2 separate regions of the Arachis hypogaea genome follow, and region 2 is linked to region 1. Evidence: chromatin contacts called from public Hi-C data. All regions are on one chromosome and are shown on one strand. Each heading gives the region's core, a stretch centred on a gene start, on an enhancer-like site or on the middle of the called end of the contact. The rest is flanking DNA. Distances are from core to core; before and after follow the strand shown. Region 1 has its middle 28 kb from the start of LOC112710671. Region 2 holds the start of LOC112710673 (anaphase-promoting complex subunit 11).

The links. A called contact is a pair of places that touch in the nucleus more often than the background predicts.
Region 2: a Hi-C map of leaf shows a contact between it and region 1, with 2.4 times the contacts expected there. The contact joins the promoter of LOC112710673 here to the enhancer-like site in region 1. A contact is called at or near these places in 6 of 8 Hi-C or Micro-C datasets (leaf and an unstated tissue).

The regions. Positions count from the first base shown.
Region 1 is chr9:21,315,944-21,321,277 of arahy.Tifrunner.gnm2.J5K5, reverse strand. No RefSeq gene overlaps it. Among protein-coding and RNA genes, the nearest start is that of LOC112710671, 28 kb to the right of the region's middle. Within about 2 kb of position 2,492, at least 2 of the 3 cell types and tissues checked have open chromatin away from gene starts, as enhancers often do.
Region 2 is chr9:21,379,947-21,385,280 of arahy.Tifrunner.gnm2.J5K5, reverse strand. It overlaps LOC112710673 (anaphase-promoting complex subunit 11), which reads left to right and starts at 2,357. Exons shown (of 2, transcript XM_025763019.2): 1 at 2,357-2,475; 2 at 3,634-4,018. The coding sequence starts at 2,418. The coding sequence ends at 3,749. LOC140175296 (a long non-coding RNA gene) reads left to right here. Exons shown (of 2, transcript XR_011865557.1): 2 at 1,317-1,419. LOC112710674 (a long non-coding RNA gene) reads right to left here. Exons shown (of 3, transcript XR_003156948.3): 3 at 4,555-4,822.

The sequences.
Region 1 (5,334 bases), core at 1,243-3,742:
TATTATTCGTTATTGTATTCTATTTCTTTTATTTCTTATATTTTGTTCCTATTTATTTAAGTTTTATAATTTTTTATTATAAATTTTATTATTTATATTCTATACAGATTAATTTATTATAACACTTCACATGTTGAGTCTTCTCAATGTTTAATTTATTCCTTATGTGCTTAATTTTATTTTTGATTTAGTAATTGAGTGATGAAATAATATCGAAAAAGATTGTTGTAGGTCTTTCTCTTCACCTTTTTGTAAGAATTACGAGTAATTATATATAATGCATAAGGTAAGTATAAATTACAAATGACACAGAAATAACTAAAAAGCACATACATTAACTTATGATAAATAACACAGGAATGACTCTTTTATATATTAGTTCAATACCTCGTACAATCAAATGAGTGATAATAAAAACACAATGTTTAGTTAAAAATGATATAAAATATTTTTTATAAATGACACAAGAAAAGTTTCGATACTATTTTTTTAATAAATTCTGCAGAAATAAAAAATATTCCTTCTCCTCACATTACCTTCTTCTTTTTCTTTTTCATTTTTTCTTTCTTATTTCACATTCTCATGATTCTTCTTGATTCATTGGCTTAACAAGAACCTGTGTATTACGGTTACGAAATTCCTATGTCAAACTTAAGAAACCTTTTGTCCTACAGTAAAAAAAATTTGACCTTTTTTTTATAAATTATGCACAATTTAAAATGCTTCCTCTTCTTTTTTTTTCTTTGTCATCATCTTATTATTTTTTCTATTTTTTGTTTTTATTTTATCCTCTTAATCAGAATAAGAATAAAAATAAAAAAAATAAACAAAAATAAAAAATACTACAATAATATCAAAAGGAAGAGAAAAAAAAAAGAAAATTCATTACAAGAAAAGAGAGTTATTTTAACACGTTTTTTTAACAGCCATAGTTAAGTGTAAAAATTAATATATACTTTTGACAAATATCACAAATGTCAAATTCTCTATATTTTCTTGATGAATAATTTGACCGTAGAAAATTACTCCTCAATTTTGACACTCATTTATTTTCAACTTACTCCACTATTCCTCTTTTTCGTTGAGCTCTGTCAATTTTAGCATCACACTGCTCTCAGTTTGAGATTATACTACTCATTTTTCATCTTCAACATCTCAGTTTATTCTTCAGATTCAAGATCTCATCTCATTCTTTGTTAAAAATTTTTGTTGAGAATTTTTTATGGTCAATAAGTATCAAAATAAATAGTATTTTTTACGGTTAATAAGTATCACAGAAAATATATTCTCAATTTTTTTAATAAATTATTTTTTACGGTCAATATTTATCAAAATAAAATTTAAGTTTTTTTATAATTACTTATATGTTAAAAATATTATTTTTGACAACTTTTATTAATATATTTTCATAATTAAAATAGTGTCAAATTTTATTTTTTTGACGAATTTTAATTTGTTTTTTACACATATAATCTTAAAAAATAGTGTATATTATTGTAGTGATTACAATAATAATAAAAGAATAATAATAATAAAAAATACATGAAGAAAAGAAAACGCAAAAAAGTATATAATTTATGTATATATTATATGAGTAATTTTTATTAAATTTAAGCCAACCTAATTAGATTTAATTGACAAAAATTCTTAAACTTTTACTTATTACATCTCACTTATCAATTTCGTTTTTTCTTTTACTGGACTTTTATACATCTTTTACATAATTTATTTCAATTTTATCAAAGCACAAACGTTTAAAATATTTCAGTAACTAATTGTCTGTAGGGACACGTGTCTCCGACAAAATACTTTTTACGGTTTTATTAGCAATAGTATATAATTAAATTTATAGTATTACTTTTCTGATGAACTAAGTATATACTTAGAGATTAAACTGCTTAAATAGTTACCTAATACACACAAAATCCGACATATTTCCTACACCACCATAGTCAGCAAGACAACAAGGAACAAAAAATCATAAGTTGTACCCTAACTTATTAGGAGCAGTAAATTTGTTACTTCAAATTTAATATCACTTCGAAATTGAGACATTATTCTTAGTATAAAGCATATTTATAATAAAATTTCATCAAATGAGAATGATATTATTAATTTTAGAGTGACTTTTTCCTTTCATATCAATTGAGAACAATAATTAAAAAGATCCGTTTTCATTTATCAGCAAATAAAGAAGCTTCAAAGTTCACATGATCACATTCGCATCACAAATAGGATTAGACGAATAAATCAAGTAGGCCTCGGCTTGCTTTTTTCTTTTTTTTTTTTTTTTTTTTTGGTCGGTGGATTGGACAACCCCCAATCCTAGGTACTCCAATGGATTGGACAACCCCCAATCCTAAGTACACAACACACCCACACACTCCTCACATATTTTCACAATTTTCCTTAATTGCATTCTCTAGGGTTTGAACCCTAGACCTTGAGGTGGGGAGGGGGGAGAAATGCCACTAGAGCCAAGGCTCATTGGCATAAATAATTTTTTGGTGGGCTGCTTTAACTGAATTGGAAATCAATTGTTGGATCAGAAAGCCCATGTTATACTTTCCAGTATCAATATCAAAAGCCCATGTTTCACAAATGTAATATCATAAAGAAAAAATAAATAAATAAACGCAGCTGAGGCAATAACATTAAGGGTGAAAATAGATTAGATAGTATTCTAATCTGATCTGTTATAAAATAATTTTAAATTCAAATTGATTTAAAAATTTAATTTTATTAAAAAGTCAGATCTGAACTTATAAAATAGTTAAATAGATTAATCTGGCATGTCTAAATTTATTAAAATATAAATAAATATATAAATAATTTTATATATTTAAAAAGCTATAAAATTTTTAAATTTATTATATGATAAAGAAAAAATAAATAAATAAACGCAACTGAGGTAATAGCATTAAGGGTGGAAATAGATTAGATAGTCTGTCAGAGCCGGCAAACATTCAGCCTATTCTGACCTGATCTGTTATAAAATAGTTTTAAATTCAGATTAATTTAAAAATTTAATTTTATTAATAAATCAGATCTAAACTTATAAAATAGTTGAATAGATTAATCTGACATGTCTAAATCTGTTAAAATATAAATAAATATATAAATAATTTTATATATTTAAAAAGTTATAAAATTTTTAAATTTATTATATTTTGTTATAATTTTTTTATATTTTAAATATTTTAAAAATTTAAATATTATTATAAGAATTAAACTTAGTATATTATACATAAATATTTTTTTAAAAAAATAATTTTTTAAATTTTTTTATTTAAATAAAAAATATATATATCAAATTTATTATTAGATTTTAAATCAATTCAAATTCAATAACATGCCAGTCTTAATATTTAAAAAATAAAGTGTAATAGACTATATACCAATTTAATACATTATAAATTTAGCCTGTTAAGGATAAAGTTGGATCTATTTTAGCTTATTTTTTGTAAAAAGCTGCACATGGATTCGAGTCTTGATTAAAATCAGAAAATAGATAGTGTGTGAGTGTAAATGTATGTTCTAACATGTTTTGTAAAGAGCTGCACATAGATTCGAGTCTTGGTTAAAATCACAAAATAAATAGCGAGCGTAAACGTGTGTTGTAGACAAAAATAAAAAAAGAGAGTAAAAACAAACGATAAGCTCTTTAGTCTTTACTAGTTCAAGACCAAAAAAAAAAATAGCTCTTTCCTAGTTAAATTTAAAATAAATAATAATGATAAATTAATTAATTAAAAGTAACTTTCATTATATAGTTCTGACACTTTTTTCTTATTAAGTCTTCCTGAATTTTTAATAATATTAGTATGGTATTAGCCAAAATTCATAATAGAGTACGAATAAGTAGAGTGTTTGTGATACGGTCTGGTTCAGTTTTTGAAAAAAAAATTATTTAATTCGATTGTTTAATTAAATTATGGTTCGGTTTGGTTCAATTTTTTTATTAAAGCTATCCGAACCAAATCAAACCAATTCCGTTTTTTTAATCAATTAAAAAAATACTACTATACTATTTCACAAAGTCATAACATTGAAATCAAAAAATACAAATACACGATAGCTAACAAAGTCTTGATCTAATAAAATTTAACGACAAAAGGAATTCAAATACGACAATTAAAGAAGTTTAATAGTTCAACAATCAACACAACTGAAAATAAAAATAAATTATCATTAAAAAATAGCAAAGTTATGGTGTCTTCTACAACGAAACAGCTAAACTTCTTAGTGCAAACCAACCTTAAATAAAAAAAAAAGAGTTACATAACAACAATAACAACAACAACAACAATAATAATATAAAGAAAACAATTCATACCATACCAAGATGTACTCAATCAGACTCAACACCAGAATCTTCTTCATTAGGATCAGGAGTGGGTGCAACTTCTATAAAATATATAAAACAAGAAACAATCATAACAAATAATATATATTAATAAAAACTATATTAAAATAAAGAAAATTATAAATAGAAACTTAACCATACCTAATTCCAACTTCTCCAGTTCCTCGATGAGTTCCTCAAGGACAAGTTTTGGAGAGTTTCGGAGCCAATTTTGTGTACAAATTAACGCTTCAGCTGTCATCAGAGTTAGAGAACTCCTATAATTATTCAACACCCTTCCTCCTGTACTAAATGCTGATTCTGAAGCAACCGTGAAAATTGGCATGGCTAAAACGTCTCTTGCAATCTGCCCAAGAATTGGATATGTAGTGGAATTCACTTTCCACCAATTTAGAATGTCAAATTGCACGCCACTCTTTTCTAATGCCTCTATAAGATATAACTCCACCTCATTTTTTGTTAACACTCTCATTGAATTGTATTTCCTTCTCAAATTCCATAGCAAAAGAAGTTTCATGTGCCTCAAGCTCTTGTGTGCCAATTTCAGGAGGATCTTGCCAAGTAGATCTTTGATAGTTACCACCAAACAGCCTATAGCTATCAAACACCTTGAAAAGCGTCTCCTTCACCTTTGAAGTCAAGAATTCAACATCTTCTTTTTCATACAACTTTTCAAAACTCCACTTAATCAATTGAAGCTTATACCTAGGATCAAGAACCACTGCAATGAAAATCATCATGTTTGTGTTTTTTATATTTTCTTAATATCTTTATCATACTTGGACTTCATTTTCTTAGCCATGCCTGAAAGCACCGTATCTAAGCTTCCCATCCAATGCTTAAGTGTAGACAATATTTTACAAAAGTCATTAAAGTGTCGAGAAGATGTGACAAACGTTGAACCATAAACTTTGTTAATTACATCATAAATATTTTTAAAAACTTATCTACAACGATCAACATCAAAT
Region 2 (5,334 bases), core at 1,108-3,607, 64 kb before region 1:
TGAAGGAAATGTTGGTCAAACTTCAAATTTGTTTTATGAAGATATAGATGTTGACTTTCAGATCACCTCTTGAATTTGATTTACTAATTGTGTTATCTTTTGTTTTTTCTTGTTCTTTAAATTGAGAAAGTATTTTGTACTATTGACTAGTTTATTATTTTTTTTTTGCTCATTTGTTATGTCTAAGAATTCATATTTGATTGTTATTAATATATTTATGAAGACATACATTTTAAGTTTTAACTTTTGATTTTAATTTTATTTTTTATAATTTTATATTTTTATTTAATTATAACCGGTCAAGTGAGTGAATTAGCGAGTAGCGACCCACCGGTTGAACCAGTTACCCAGTTGTATGACCGGGTCAATTATCGGTTCGGTTCTGATAACTATGCGCCTTAGTTCCCAAAAAAAAATAAGTCACCAAAAAAAAGGGCTTACCCTTGCTACCCTCGTCGATCGTCTCATTGTCACAATTGCCAATGCTCGCGGCTGTCCTCTTCTGCCCGCTGCTTCTGTTTCTGTAGCCACTAGTGAGTTCTTTTCTTTTTTTCTCTACTTAATTTACGTAATTAGTTGATTTAGGAATTTAGGTTTTTCAAAACTAGATTTGAATTCTGAGGTGTGATCAAATTGTTTAAAAGAAAATAGATATGATATAATTTTAATTTGCTGGCATTCTAACGGTTTATAATTTCCTTATTCCTGATTTGAGCTACAATAGTCAATAGGTTAGGTTATTGAATTTAGAATTCCAAGTAAGTTCGTGGCTGGACCAGAGTTTTGGTTACTTTCATTTCTTAAACAAGTTGTAATTACCAAGTACTATTCTATTCGAATGACAGGGCAGTATGGCTCCATTTGATCCACGTAGGAACCTATGCCTAGTGGATTAGGGCTTTGTTATTGTTGTTGTTGTATTGCGATTAGACGTCATCTTAGAATATAATCTCTTGCAATGTCACTCTTGTTAAATTTGTACATTATATGTAATGTGTGCTTATGCTATGTCTGTCGCCTCCAGTTTTATGAAATAATAAATATAAGGAACCAATTTTTAATTGGTCAATGTTAACTAACTTTTCTTTATTGTAAAATTACTTTTTTAACTCTCATTTTTTGGTGAGTTTAGGGTTTATGGTTAGGATTTAAGGTATAAAATTTAGGGTAAAATGATCATTTAAAAAAAAAAAAACCGGCTGATATTGGCGGAAAAATAGTTTGGTTCCTAGTTGAACTCAAAATCTCAAAAAATATTCCATCACACCTAAAATTAAGGATGTGAATTTTTATTGAGGAGCTGTTTAACCTCTCAGATTTCAAATCCTTCTCAACTTCCCATTTCAACTAACCTGTAAAGCTGCACCCTTGTCTTCTACTTGCCTTTGCAGGGGACAAAGATGAAAGTCAAGATATTACGTATCCTTCTCAAGATCCCGTACTTCTTGTCACTTGGTTCATGGTTTCCCATTTTCTATTCTTCATCTTTTAATTTGTTTTAATCCCTTTTGCATTTGAAGTGTCTGTGTCTTTTCTTCATGGTGTTGTGTGTTTCTAGATTGAGCCTATTTCTTGTCAACATATCTAGTTTTGGGAATTTCCAGAAAAGAATAGCTGCTTTCCTTGACACAGGTTTCTGTCTGGGTGTTTCTTGATCTTCTGAAAAGAGTATGTTCTCTTTTTCTTACCTTGAATATTACTTTATACAGTGACGAATTGTTGTTAACTTCAGTTTGTCTTTTAAGTATTTCCTAGGCTTAGACTTTTATGGCAGTTTGATTGTCATATCTCGTAAATAATTGAGGTGTTATGCTTGTTAGAAAAGGTGGAATATTTGGATTTGGCTTGCAAATGAAGTTAGACATGAATGCTATGATTTTTGTTTTTATTCTTGACCCTTTTTTCTTGGGGTTCAACTTAATTCATGTTGTGAGAGGATAAACCAAGTCTAATGTTTTTGCTTTAAGGATGAGTTGAAACTGCATTTTCAATTTCTTGGCAGAAAGAAAAAGAAAAATAAAAGTTGAAAATAGAGAGGAGGGGTATGAAATAAGTGGAATGGAAAGGTTTTAAATTTTAGTTGCTGCTGTTAGTTATGAATACAAAAATTTGGTGAAACTTATTTCATGACAACAGCCAAACACTATGGAGGGAAAGAAAATCATAGATCTGGTTTGAAATTGAGTTGAGTTTCACTTTCAAGTTTCAATACGTTGAAATTCATGTTGTACCAAGCGAATGTAAAATCTTTTTTGCCATGTTCTCAGCCTCTGTTATTCTTTCTATTCCTTCTAAATCAAGCAAACCCTAAGTGCTAAATGTCCTCATTGTTTTAATCTCTTTTTGTGAAATATAGATGGCATGCAGTTGCTTCCTGGACTTGGGATGCTCAAGATGAAACGTGTGGCATTTGTAGGATGGCCTTTGATGGATGCTGTCCTGACTGTAAACTTCCTGGCGACGACTGCCCACTGAGTAAGCTACTGACAATATAGTCTGGTGGATTTCTTTTAGAACTGGTATCAATTCCACATGTAAATGCAAAAAGGAATGTGTATTGGATTGGGGTGCCATGACAATGTGTCAAGAACCCTAGAAGATACAAAAGGGGATTACTCTCCTTCATTCCTCTGACGAATTCTAGAGCCTCGAGACTCTTGGGGTGCGTTTGGTTTGTATTGTCATTTCAGTTTTCTATTTTCAGAATTTTGTGAAGAAAAAATAGAAAACAAGATTTTATTGTTTTTACTGTTTTCTGTTTTTCCTTTACAAAAATTGGAAAACAGAAAACACTAAAAATGAAAACGCAAACCAAACACCTCTTAGTTGCTGTTACAAATGAAAACAACCAGCTAACTGACTTCCTCCTTTATTCAAAATAAATCCCTCCTATGCTTTCTAACTGTTTTCCCGGGCCACTCAGCTGCTGATGTCATGGTCTGTCCTATTCTCACCCTTCTTGTTATAATGTTTGTGCTGAATGGTCCTAGTTAAATTTCTGAATTATCTTTCACTTATGGGACTTCCTTGCTACTCAAGCAGTATCATGGTCCAGCGTGTAGCATTTGCTTGTGATTTCTGTTAACTATAGGAATTTTTGTGAATAGTAGTGATCCTAATGTGGGATCCTAAGCAAGCTTCAGAAATCATATTTCCAGCAGTTACTAATATATGAACCACTCCTTTGCTGATTTATCCTTGTAATCTTGGGTTGTTGCATGTACAGGGATCCGAATACCTCTCTCTTTCACGAATCATTGAGACTATTATTTTTCAGTAGTTTTTAATTCTCTGTAGTGCAGGTCGCTTACAAATTAGGATACCATTTGTAGTTCCACATGTATAATGAGTATATCAAATTTTGATGTTTCCTTGATCAAATGTCTTGAATGATTGTGAAGCTCTGTTGTTATTGCTTACATATATAGCGAGACAGTTTCTGTTGAATTTAGATTTTTATGTATGTGTTGGACAAAATATGTCGCATTAATTTCTGGACAAAATCTGTTTTCATGTGGGACTAGATTTGTATTGGTTAATTGTCTGAGTGATGAAAATTGCAGGATTATGTAAATATAAATGCTTATGTATCTGTAAGAAGCTTAAAAATGTTCTCTGTCCAATTTCTTGCAGTGTGGGGAGCATGCAATCATGCATTTCATTTGCACTGTATTCTAAAATGGGTGAATTCTCAGACATCACAAGCTCATTGTCCCATGTGCCGAAGAGAATGGCAGTTTAAAGCGTGATTGAAGCAAGCTTCGATTATTTTAAGGATGGCCCTAGACTTCTCGACAGCCTATAAACTTTTCTATGAGAATCAAAGTTTCTAAATGAGTGCATCTATGCCTTTATTACTGATGACAAATCATGAATGTGGTCCAGTGGTCCTTTCTTGTGTTCATGATTTTAACAGTATAGATATAGGTATTAACCGTATTATGATTTTCAACTTGAGACTATGAAGGGATCCTTATTCTAATGCTGAATTTTTGTTTGTGATGTGTATTTATGATTATGATTCTGCTTTTTTTTCTTTTCTTTTTTTCTTCCCATACAAATTCTGTGCAATTGTGATGGTGACATCTTAGGACTCTGATTAACGTGGAAGAACTTTCAAGAACCATCATTGAAATAATTAACAAAATAAAGTATGGAAATTTTGATTTGTTACGCTGTTCCAGATCCTTGGGTCCACGAACACCAGGTGGCCATGCTTTACTATCTTTTTGTAACTTAATTTTATGTTTTATGTGTCTTGATTTGATAAGGTTTAAACTTTGGAATTCGAATGTCAGGGAATACATTATCTCATTTGATACGACTTTAGTGTCAGTGAAGATTGTCATGCACTTAACAAGGTGCAATATTTTGTTAATCAGAACTTTAGATAAAACATGGAAATAATCTTTCTTTTCATTTTTCTAATGAAGTTATTTCATTTTCTGTTCCAACTATATTCACGTCTATAAATGTTTGGTTGGGAAAAAATATGGGGTGAATTTTATATATAAAAGAAAATGATAGAGAAGCTTCAATAAATAAGAATATAACTATAAGAATAAATCAAGCTATTATTACAGAATACATGTACAAGTCCTGTATTTCAATTCTTGATTACATATGGTACAAAATCTATAAACTAAAAGCTGCACACTCCACTCACACGTACTAATAACAGAGGAACATCAAAAACATAAGAAAATGGAATTACAATGAAAGTATGAAACACTAAATGGGGAAAATGAATATATATTTTTCCCACTAAATATGAAACTGTTGTAAAGGAAGAAAAGACACGACAGCATGTCCTAGGCCCACCCTGTCAACAAAATCATTCATTTCATTAGTCAAATTAAAATGTAACATTAACACCACAAAAAAGCAAAGCTCAATTGAATCATGTAATCACAATTATTAGCCCAAGAAAGAAACGAACATCAAATCAGTGGAGATGAGACAAACATATCCTTATCCGTATAATATAAATTATAAAAGAAGCTGGTAGGAAATCAAAGTCGCTGCAAAATTTTATCCTCTTCAATTATAAAAACTCAAAATCTATTTGTGCATAAATATATATATTGATTAGTTTTTTTTCGACCACAGAAATTTATAAGAATGTAAAAATATATTTTGAACACCACATGGAAAGAAATGAAACAATCACATGGAAATTTTATTACACGTAATCCTTCCTCTTACTGTTTATAAGACTGAAACCAACGGCTCGCCTCCATTGATTGATTTCATTTCTATTGGCTCTCCCCTTCAATTTTTGCTTGCGGTTTAATAATAATAATAATAGAAAAGAAAATTTTGGGGATAACTTTA